Regions from separate parts of the Sus scrofa genome. Here region 1 is linked to region 2. Evidence: chromatin contacts called from public HiChIP or PLAC-seq data. All regions are on one chromosome and are shown on one strand. The core of a region is the stretch at or near the end of the contact, and the rest is flanking DNA. Distances in the headings are between cores, read along the strand shown.

What was found. HiChIP or PLAC-seq counts read pairs in DNA pulled down with a chosen protein or histone mark.
Region 1: an H3K27ac HiChIP or PLAC-seq map of skeletal muscle shows a contact between it and region 2. The contact joins two enhancer-like sites. A contact is called at or near these places in 2 of 2 datasets of contacts at active chromatin or transcription factors (alveolar macrophages and skeletal muscle).

Annotation. Positions count from the first base shown.
Region 1 is chr13:126,003,340-126,009,030 of Sscrofa11.1, forward strand. The region is part of intron 2 of LPP (lipoma-preferred partner); the gene reads left to right. Among named protein-coding and RNA genes, the nearest start is that of LPP, 220 kb to the left of the region's middle. Within about 2 kb of position 2,197, at least 3 of the 83 cell types and tissues checked have an H3K27ac peak or open chromatin away from gene starts, as enhancers often do. A contact at or near this core is called in skeletal muscle, where this site is marked.
Region 2 is chr13:125,906,759-125,912,896 of Sscrofa11.1, forward strand. All of the region lies in intron 2 of LPP (lipoma-preferred partner), which reads left to right. Among named protein-coding and RNA genes, the nearest start is that of LPP, 130 kb to the left of the region's middle. Within about 2 kb of position 2,828, at least 21 of the 83 cell types and tissues checked have an H3K27ac peak or open chromatin away from gene starts, as enhancers often do. A contact at or near this core is called in skeletal muscle, where this site is marked.

The DNA of each region.
Region 1 (5,691 bases), core at 947-3,446, 96 kb after region 2:
CAGCACAGTTGATAGGTGACAGTTTTGTGAGCAATATAATGTTTAAAAGTCTGACGTGTAATAGTTAACTCTGTGTCTTGTTGCTGTGATTGCTCTTGGCAGGCTATGTGGCCTGGGCAAACATTGCTTCACAGAATCACAAGCTGCAGTATCAGATGTAAATACAGCCTGAGATTTGTCAAGAGAGGGTTTATATTAATTGAAAATGAAATGAAATATTTCTACTTTTTCAAGCTATATCTAAAATAAAGTTTTTTTTTCTCTCTTATTCAATATACTTTTACTGGGATATCAAGGTGAATTTGTAATAAAGGAGAATACAAAATTATTAAAAAAATTCAAATCAATTAAATCATCCTTCAAGTGCTAGTTAGTCTCTGACCTGTCTAATGGGTACAATGGACTTGTAAACAGATAACTGAAACATGGTATTCATGTATTTTAATACAAGTTTGAGCAAGCTGTTGGGGAATGCAGACAATGAGCAGCAATTAACTTGTGGACTTACTCACTTCACAGTGGTTTTAGAATGAGAGGATTCCAGCCAGATACCATCAAAGGGAGGCCAAACTAGAGAAGTTGATATTGATGCTTTTTCCCATAGTCACTTTTTCATCCTGATGGAGGGGCAACATATAAACCAGGATTTTAAGCCCCTATGAATCAGAGATTCAGAATCTCATCTTTGTAAATCCAGATTTCCACCTTTAGAAATAGATTTACTGAGCTCAATGGGCTCACGCTGTTATTACCCCTTTTCTTGGTCTTGTACAGAAAAAATCTGTTAGAATCAGAGCCATAGAAGAAACTTACTTAGGAGAACTTTTTTTTTTTTTTTTTTTTTTTTTTTAAATAAACACAGCACATTCCACAGACCAGCTATACCAGTCTGTAACATAGCATGTTGTTGAAAGCAGGGTTTTGGAGATCATCTTGTTAATGCTTATTATTTTAGAGCTGGAGGATTTGAGGTCCAGAGAGGGTATATATTTTCTTGGTCACTTAGCCAAATAGAACCACTGTCATTAAATGTGACCCAGAGTGGGAGGTCGGGGGTCTCCTGACTTCCATGCTCACTTCCAGCGGTGTGGGTACTGACTCTTTTGGAAGAGAAATTCTTAATGTCTATGTCCTTTTCTCTGCCGTTTACCTACTCTTCCTAGTATCATCCAACAATCGACAGAGTTTCTTGATTCTTTAATGAAACTTTTCCACTGCAAACACTTTCTGGAAGCAGAATAACTGGGTTTGAATCCAATTTCCAGTATGTACTAGCTGCTATATTACCTTGCATAAGCCACTTGAACTTGTCTAAATCTTGGTTGTTGTATATTCAAGTTAAAAAGAACAAATTGTTCCCTAAGATTTCGCCACCTGAGACTCCATATAACTTCTTGGACATCAAATGGCCTGTCCTGGCTGTTGTCACCCGTTTGTAGCAAATAAAAACCAGTGAGTTAGTAATTGGTTTGTTTCCATTCTCTCCTTTACCTTCTCTTGCAGCCTGGTCTTCCAGTGCTATTGTTTTCCTGTCAGGGCTGATTGTTTCATTTGCAAATGACATTCTGAATCTGAAGTGACAGTGCAATGTGGAGTATGTCTCTATTCAGCCTCACTTCTTTATGGGAGACAATTACTTACTTGAATAGATTGATGCTTCTCTTTTTCTTCTTGGTTTACTGGGATCTGCAGATGTAGTTGGGTTTTTCTTGCCACCACCTGTGTTGCCAGCATGGGGATGGCACCTTTAGCATTGATTTGCATTCACGCTTACTCTGTGCAAGGCAGGTTGGCCTTAATGTGTTGATTCCTAGCCTACCTCCCTTCACTCTACAATTCCTGGTCAATGGGACTCATAGGAGTGAAGACAGTTTTTGTAAGAACTTCATCTTACTCAGCTGGCGGACTTTTAGGAGGAATCACGGGACATGAGAGTTGGGAGGAATGGTAGCCAGCATCTAATCTTCAGTTTACAGATAGGGAGATGCGCTGGGAGATATGCTGAGGTTCAAGACACAAGAGTTCAAAAGACGAAAGTGGTAGAGCCGGTGAGTGGCTGAGCTGAAAATTATGCCCAAGTCCTTTGCATTTCAGTCTAGTGTTTTTTTTTTTTCCAGTATTTCCAACTGTCTCTCAGATAGTCTATATAAAGGTTTGGCATTTCTGTGGAGTTGTTCTCTCATCACCCCTTCCGAGTAATGCCAGCTGTCCATGCAGAGAGTGGGGCACTTAGCCAGTGCAGGGCCAAAGCTGCCTGTAAAGAGAAGTGGAGTGAATGCATTGACATTTTCAGTCCATGGCAGATCCTGTTTGCCCTTCCGGCTCTCATCTGACCTGATGCTTCAGAGGAAGAGTGATTACATTTGCTGTTCAACTAACAATTGTGTGCAATTTTCAGCCTGCCTTATTCTTGAACGTTGTCTTCCCACGCTTCCATCACATGCCACAGCATATTTGCTTCGTAATTACACTGGTAGGGACTTACCTACACCACTTGGAAAAGGTTTGCCTAAAGTACTTATTTACTTGTGCATAATAAATCTTGATTGATACCTTGGTAATCTCTGAGATCAATCTAAGGTTCCCTCCCACAAGAGGGAGGATTGAAGAGTCAGGGCAATGAGTGACAAAAAAAGAAGGGGGAAAAAAAGAGGACTGTACTTCCTCACTGGTGATCTAAGAGGAGAATTATAGATGATTTGGCTGACTTTTACTTGTTTCTAGCTATATATATATAATCAGGAGCTTCCATAGACTCATGAGTTTTGAGTAGAGTTGTTGTTAGCGTTTATCTAGTAACCTAATGACATCTTTTTCAGAGGAGGACACTGTGATCCCAGAGAGAGCAAAGGTTGTACTGTGAGCTCATGGTATAGCTAAGACTGGGAGCTAGGTCTGAATTTAGAAGATCAGGTATCTTTGAGCTGAGTTCCAAGTTGGAGAAAAGGATAATTAGCTGTAACCTATAAGGGGAAGCTCAGTGTAGCATTTTAATACCCCCTTAAGGAAGCAGTTTTGAAATTTTAGGAAGGCACTGATTTTTATATAAAGAGAGAAGATAGTGAAACATCTCTAAAATATAGGAGAATGTTATTTAAATCTCAGTTGTTTAAGTGGACAATCCTAAAGTTTAGTTGGCTATCAACTACATCTGATGTTTAAGTCGCAAAGTATCTCAGCTTCTCAAATCTTCCATCAATAAAATGGTGATGTTAATACCTGCCATGTCCCTCAGTATCATTCATTTATTCAGCAAACATTGACCAAGAGCCAGGTCTTGGGTTAATTGCCAAGGGAGATTTAGGGACTAATGCAACATGATTTAAAGATTAATATAAACACTCTGAGTCAATCATTAGCAACACTTGAATCAGAATACATACATAAAGATTCCCAGGTGAATCTAGTGTGCAGACAGTTTGAAAACCACTTCCTTAAGCTTATAGTACTTGGTGTTAGATAATACCATGCAATGGGTGGTTGGTTGTTTTTAAATTTTGGTAATCTAAGTAAATATTTAAAGAAGAGTACACTGTGGATTTTAGAAAAGAAGCAAAACTTGAGCAAACACTAGTTCATTCTATTTTTGTGGATGACAGTGACTTGTCATTTACATGCCATCTTTAGCAAGGCTTGGTAACTTTTTTTAGTATTAAATGTCACTTTACCTGTAGTCTTATGTATTCCCTCTGGTGAGGAAGGGTCTTGGTTGTCATATGGCCTTTTGCAGTTGTTTGTGTTTGGTTATGTTTGATCAGTTTGGTCAGACTTTTGGCTTTATCAGTTTGTGTGGCTCATGATAGATTTGATGGAACAAAGCAGAGAAGACATTGCGGCAAGTAGCACCCAAGAGCTACGAATGGATATAAAAGCAAAACCTCCTGTTTCTATGTGATGACTTCCTTTGGATTTTGGTCTTTTCCTTTTTCCTATAGAGAGGCTGTACCATGGTGGAGACCATGGACTTGGGGGTCCAAAACTTGTGTCCAAGCCTCAGCTTTGCTATTTGTTAGCAGTGTCTCTTTGAGCAAGTTTCTTTAACTCTTACAGCCTTATATTCTTGATCTGCTAAATGTGGAGAATGATAATCTTACCTCATATAATAAATAGGATGATTATGTGGCCAGTAGAAAATTTCATCACATATAATAAGTCCTCAATAAATGCTTGCTATTTTTTGTCACTCTGTAGCTTTCTTGTACTCACTGAACAGTTAGGAGGAGAAGACAGAAGAGCAACAGAGCAGCAAGAGGTGAAACCTCTTAGGTTCTTTGCTTTGCATTTGAGGACAGTTCCTGAAAGACTAGTGCTTAGGGAGCCCCAGTCCTCTAACTCCCTTCAGCTTTAGGCATCTTGCTTAGATAAGGGTCACTTCTCTTGTTTTCCACTCTTCTGATGGTGTTTGTATATTTTCAGAGCCTCTGTGAAGATTTTTCCTTTCACTTCTTATTTTCATGATGATTATAAGCTTAGAGTGAAACCAGTCTAGGACCAGAGGAAGTAAGAGCAGAGTAAGTTTTGGTCCAGCAAAACCAACTCTCCCCAGTGCTTATCTTTGTGTTTACAGTGGGTCTCTTTCTGAGAAACTGAGAAACCCCATGGAAATGTTGTAGTTTGCTCATTCACTAAACTTGTGAGGTTTCCGCAAACCCACTTATCAAAATGAAGGGGTTTATTTAAGATTTCAGAGAAGGAATGCACTATAGAATATTAGAGCTGAATGGGACTTTACAGACATTCATTCTGCAAATGAGTATCCTCTCTGGTTAAAGGTCAAAAGGACTATGTCTATACTATTGTATTTAACACCTTCTTTGGATCCATCCTGCAGGGATTAGTTTTTCTTACATAGTTTTTATTCCTGTTAGATTTCTTTCTTTTTTTTTTTTTTTAGGGCCTCACGGCATATGGAGGTTCCCAGGCTAGGGGTCTAATAGGAGCTATTGCTGCCGGCCTATGCCACAGCCACAGCAATGCCAGCTTTGAGCCTCATCTCCAACCTACACCACAGTTCACAGCAACGCCAGATCCTTAACCCACTGAGCAAGGCCAGGGATTGAACCTGTAATCTCATGGTTCCTAGTTGGATTTGTTTTTCCACTGCGCCATGATGGGAACTCCTATTCCTGTTTATAGAGAATAGTTCTAGCTGCTGCTGCTGCTGCTGCTGCTTCTTCTTCTTCTTCTTCTTTTTGCTTTTTGGGACCACACCCACAGCATATGGAAGTTCCCAGACTAGGGGTCAAATTGGAGCTACAGCTGCCAGCTTATGCCACAGCCACAGCAACGCAGCGTCTGAGCGGCACCTGTGACTTACACCGCAGCTCACAGCAATGCTGGATCCTTAACTCACTGAGTGAGGCCAGGGATCAAACCCGAGTCCTCATGAATATTAGTCGGATTCGTTACCACTGAGCCATGATGGGAACTCCTCTCCGCCCTTTATAAGCTTCTTTTGTTTTCTTTATATGACATCTTTAAAAAGCACAACTCATTTAATCTTCCAAATATTTTCCCCAAATATTCTCTCTGAGTCCCTCATTTCAATAAAACTTGTCTATACCCTGTCCCACTGAAATGACTTCCTTTTTCCTTCTGTTCCAGAATTTCCAGGCATTATTTTTGTTGCTTGTTCCATTTATCTTTCAGAGCTACCTAGCTTTCAAATTCCTTGTTAATGGTTACCTCTGT
Region 2 (6,138 bases), core at 1,578-4,077:
GGCTGCACTCACATGCTGTTCTCTAGAAACCCATCTTCCATATCATCATTATTGGGATCTGAACTCAGTTGCTGCTTGTGAAACACCTTTTCTTGATTGGCAGTGCAGATTCTGCATGTACTGCTGAATGTTGCTTCCAGTGACTCATGCATAGGAAAAAACTCTTTGTGTTTAACATGCCATAGACAGAAACCTTAGGTGGAAAGAAGATGTGTGATGAAGAGGAAAGAGAAAAAGAGCAAGGCCAGGACTCCTGGTTCCAGTCCTAAATGTGCCAGAGACATATTGTGTATCATGTGGCCTTAGTTTCTTGATCTATAAAATAAGACACTAATAATTACCAGGAAAGGTTCTTTTTTTTTTGGTCTTTTCTAGGGCTGCACCCATGGCATATGGAGGTTCCCAGGCTAGGGGTCTAATCGGAGCTATAGCTGCCGGCCTGTGCCACAGCCACAGCAACGCCAGATCCGAGCTGTGTCTGCAACCTACGCCACAGCTCATGGCAATGCCAGATCGTTAACCTGCTGAGCGCTGCCAGGGATTGAACCTACAACCTCCTGGTTCCTAGTCAGATGTGTTAACTATTGAGCCACGATGGGAACTCCTAATTACTAGGAAAGATTCTTATGTAAGTAAACTGGGATTACTTAGGTTAAGCATCTGGCAGAGCACCGGACACTGTTCAACAACAGAGCATCTCAATGAAGTTGTAGAGACTCACTTATGAGCCTGGGCTCTAGTACCATTTGAAATTGGATGATTTCTATAACTTCAGTGTGACTAGGTTACTAAACCTCTCTGAGTCCCAGCCTAAATGGATTTTATTTGGGATTAAATATATCTTGCCTACTAAGTTGGAAAGATTAGAGAACCTTTGTTAAAGACCTAGCACAGTGGTGTTTCTCAGCTTCTGGCCCTGGGTTGACCCTCCCCACTGCCCCAGCTTCTGTGGAGTGATGAGATGGACTCTCTGGGGTGATGTGCCACACAGGTGCTGATGGAAATTTCCCTCAGAGTCAAGGTGCTTTCCTGTCTCCTGGGCAGAAAACATTCTTCTCTGGAAACCTGACCTATAAAGTTGATTTAGTTATGGAGAGGCTGATTTTAGGAGGATACAAACCAGAGTATGTATGGAAAAGTGCAGCCAGTCTGGTGGAGGTTGTTTTAAGAACTTTCATGTGAAGAGCTGTTGAAGAGCTGGCAAGAAAGATGGACTTTGGGTGCCAGGAGAAGGTTGAGATGGTGATGGAGAGATGAGGAAGTGCTTGTCCAGGGTGGAAGTGACCAGGCCTAACACAGGAGAGTAGCAGGTGAGGATGGAAGGGTGGGGCTTAGCAGAAGGAAGATGGGGATTAGGAGGCCCAAGGAAGAGGTGGAGGGTTCAGATCAGAGTACTGGGTGCAGAGACACCACAGAACAATGAGGGTGTAGTTGTGGGGCTTCCAGAATAAGGACAGGAGCTTTCTGTTGTCACCATCCTACTAGGGAGAAGAAGGAATGGTCCTAGATGTTTTTATATGTGTGTGTGCATGAGTATGTATTAGTAATAGGACCAAAGAGGTTGGGGACTTACCCAAGGCCATGCAGCTAGGAAACATCTTTCATTTGCTTAAAGTGCTAAGTTTGGTAATGACTATGAGTGACAGAAATGGGCAGGAGGAGTGTGTAGGGAAAGGGCCTGGGCCCCATTTCCTGCTCCCTCCCAGGCAGGTAGTGAGTAGGAGTTTTAAGTTTCACTGTTTGATAGCATCACCTCCTCTGCTTTCCCAGAAATTATTCCTCGAAGTATGACTCGAATCGTTACTCTGCTGGGAGATGTCTCAGTTCAGAGCTGACTTTCTGCTATGGTTGTTTACTAGAAAAATGGTGGCCCTGGCAGTTCAGAGGTGGCATAATGAAGTGAAAGAACAGGGGGCCTGGATCTGAGAGTTGGCCCTGCTCTCAGAGGCAAATGAGATTGGGTGAGTGAATACACATCTTAGTGCCTGGCTTTTTCCTCTGTAAATTGGAGGATGATGATTCCTACTTGATGAATTTGTTGTGACGATGCTTTGCGAATTGCAGTGTTGGTCCTGGTACAGTAAAGTGTCTGGACTTGGATTTTGTTTCTGTGTGTATGCAGCAGAGGGGGAGGTGGTGAGTTGGTCAGCTCTCATGGCTGGTGCAGGTCTCTACTAGTAAGGTTAGACCCGCATTTTCTTCTTTTGGAGGTGGCATGTCTTGAAATATTGTGATTACTGCCTGCTTGGCTCTACCCTGCCTTGGCCTGATCACTCGTCTAGCATTTCCCCTTTAACCCCAGCTATGGGCTGAGAATCTCCTAGCTCTTGTGTTACTTGGGTGGATTTCTGAACTTCTGGGCCTTTATTTCTTCATCAGCAAAGTGGGGAAAATAATCAGCTCAGCTGCTGTTTGTATTGTGAGGATTTGCTGAAGAAAGAGATGTGAAAACCCACTGTAAGTTGTATTGAACCTTGGTATTTTTGGAGCCCATTTTCTTTCTTTTCTCCCTTCTGCTAATAGCCAGGGGCTATCTTTGGCCTTCAAAAAATGAAGCTGTACAGAGTAAGAAACGGGAGCTTTAAAGGAAGGTGACTCTCCAAGGCTCCAGAGTGAATTGGCGTCCTGGATCTGTGCCCAGTTTTGTCACAACATGTCAGATTCCTCCCTTCTGTGCAAGCCTGTTTTGTCCATGCCTATGACTTTCCCTGGGGGGAAATAGAAACTTCTGGACAGGGTGTCAGCTCTTTGAAGCCTTGAAGGTGGTGGGAGAAGTCTGTGGAGTGGCTGCTGCGGCTGTTGAGGTTCCTGTTCACTGCCCCTGGTGTCCAGCAGTGACTAGTAACTTGGGTATTTCGGTTTGGGGTGAGTCACCAGGCCCATGAGCCAGAGGACCTGTGTGTGCTTGGCAGCAGGCTGGGATTAATCCGAAGGCAACACTGCTCGTCCTGACCCCAGGACCCGCATACTCTGGCTGGATGAGGAAGTCCTCTCTGATCCTCAGTCACCTTAGCTACATATGGAAGCTTCTGGAGAAAAGATTTTTCTCCTTTCCTGCTTTATGGGGTTCATGTGGAAATCAAAGGACAGAAGGGATTTTTAATAAATAATATTTCAATATTCAGGTAACATTAGTTTCTGCTTCTTAAGACAGGCAGCTGATTTCTCTTCTTTGCTCCCTGCCAGAATTAATGTATTGATACCAAAAAAGAAAACCAGGTAAAGTCCTGAGGATGGTTGGTTAACAATCCAGTGTTTTTTATTTTTGTATTTGGTGTCTGAGGTCTCTGAATTTAAGCCTGCACTATGTCAAATATGTCTTGGGGGTACAAAGTAAGAAGGGACCATGTAAATGTAAATCAAAGCACAAGTTCAAGATCTCAGGTTTTCCTGACATGTCTATCTTGTTTTACAATATTCCATTCTTCACAGACACTGGGGCTCTGGCTCCTGTGGAGACACTTCTTACAGAGACGTAATCTTTTGGCTCACAAGGTCTATATGTGGGAAACTGAGTCCCAACAAGGCCTCGCATGGAGGAAATGGCAAAAACAGAGATGAGAAGCCAGCTCTTGGGATCCTCAGTTCCCTGTTCATTCTGACACATCACTCTTCCCTCCTGTCAGGTGAAGAGAGAAGCCAGATGGTTTGACAAATGGTTCTTGTTGCTGTCAAATCTGGCTTCTCTTTCTGCTCAGAAAGACAGTTCTTACCTTCCCTTTTTTCGGGGGATTAGGAGGGGTGGCGGAGAGGGAGGGAGGTGTATGGAGGATGAAAAACATTTTACTGCCTGGTTCTGTGGCAGAGATGACCAACAAGCTCTCGTTTCTTTGTCAAGTAGTGAAGCTGAGGCGATGAGGCATCGTCACCTTGAATTTAGAGCACACAGAGGCCTAGAAATGGCAGGCTGTATTAGGAGACAAACATTGATTTTGTATATATTCATCTGAAAAAAAAAAAGTTTAAGATGCCATATCCATAAATACTAATAAGGCTGTCTGATTCCAATTTTCAGGTGAGATTAGCATTTTATTGAGTATTTTATCTGTCAGATTCAATACTCAATGTACCATCCTCCCAGGCTTATTAGCATAATTGCTGTGCTTAAGCAACAATAAAAAATTCAGCAGTAAAATAGCAGTTAGTGCAGGCAATTTGTTATCAAAAGCTTTTACTTAAGGACAGCTCCAGCCTGCATTTATTAGCAAGTTAGGGTTATAATTTATTTTTATTTGGAAAAACAAAAGGGGGGGAAGATTTTTGCTTTTTTTGTTTTGGAAATAATAGAGAAATTAAAAGGCATTGCCTCTCTGGGAAATTGTCTACATCCGTTCTTCTTGTGCCCAGAGCAGGCTGGGATGGGAATGGATTCCGCTTGTGAGGTACAGTGGCTCAGACGAAAAGTCACTCTCCTCAGCATTGGAATAAGTGGGTAGTAAACGCCCATTTATGTTAGTACAGGTGTTTCCAAAACACTTTTTGTATCCCTTTTGTTGCTTAAATCTCAGACTAGTCCTGTGAGGGCTCCCTTTGGAGCATTGGAGACAGAGTTGGAATGGTTTTTTGTAGATGGGGCAGTTGGGGGTACTCTTACAGCTGTTTTTCCTTTGAAGTCCTGGTTGAAGCAATTCTGCCATATGAATTTTCTGTTTATATCAAGTGTCCTCCATTTCTTGTATTTATAATCTATCTCTCTCTGTCTCTTTTCTCTTTCTGCCCCCACCCCGCTCCGGCTCTCTCTTGCTCACTAGTTCAACTGACTCAGGAAAGCCCTGTGATGATCATCTGTGAGGAACTCAGTGCAAAAATAGATGATTTTATAAATAATGTGGTAGTTTTTATAGAGAAGACAGATAATATTTTAAAAGGTGGAGGTTGGGAAGTCATTTTTCTTTGTTTCTTAGGAAATGTATCAGAAGTAAGAACACTAAATTGAAGCTTTTGAGTATGTTTTAGGCTTCAATTATGAGTAATAATTTTCACATTGAAGGTAACGTTTTGGGTGAAAATGGACAACTGAAGCTCCCAAGTTTTCAGAGAAGTTATCTTAGCATCTTAGGATTTCTTTCCTCAGTAAGTTCGGAGAAAGATTATATGAGCATTGACTCTGAATATCTCTAATGTGCAAGGTATGTGCTGGCCATTGTGGGGTTTAGGGATCAGATCAGAAAGGGCTGTGAGACTCAAGATGTGTTTAGACTATTAGAGAGGAAATTCATAACAAAACAGCTTTTTTTTTTTTTTTGCAAGTACGATTCTTTATGACCCCCTCTCTTTTTAAAAATTAAAGCATGATTTATAATGTGCCAATTACTGCTATGTAGCAATGTGACTCTGTCAATATATATATTGACACATTCTTTTTTATATTATTTTCCATTGTGGTCTATTCCAGGAGATTGGATATAGTTCCCTGTTGTGTACAGTAGGACCTTATTTATCTGTTCTAAATGTAATAGTTTGCATCTACTAACCCCAAACTCCCAGTCTGTCCCACTGGGCTCTATATATGACTCTAGTAGGAATTGATTTTAGATTCTGCCATTTAATCTTCATGTTTCATTCAATTATTAGTGAATTTTTATTGAGTACTAATTATGTATTGGTCACCGTCATAATACTTTACATGCATGATCTCATTTAATTTTTATAGCAATACTCGAGGTGGTGGCAAGTACTCATTACTATTGTGAGGAAGTTGAGGCAAAGGGAAGCTAAGTAACTTGTTAAAATCACACAGCTGGTGATGGCACCTCTCTGCTCTTCCTGTCTCCTAAACGCATGTTCTTTCCACTGCATCGCTTGGCAAAAAATGAATGAGTAGCTAGCTAGGCAGATAGACAGTACCAGTGATGATTACAGGGCTGGGTTGTTCATTGATATCAGAGCTGGGGCAGAATCTGTTTACAAAGAGAACTAAACTTGAAGCTGGTAGGGGTTCAAATCCTAGTGTGCTGCCCAGTATTTTTTTAAAACCTTGGTTAAATGACCTCTTAGTATCTCAGTGTCTTTCTTTGAAATCTCCCTCCAGTGTCACTGTGATTAAATTAGAAAATGTATATGAGAGCTTTAAATGGTGCCTCCTGGTTGGGTGTGTAGCAAGTGTTGGGAATACCCAGGAATAGGCAGTCTGTGCAC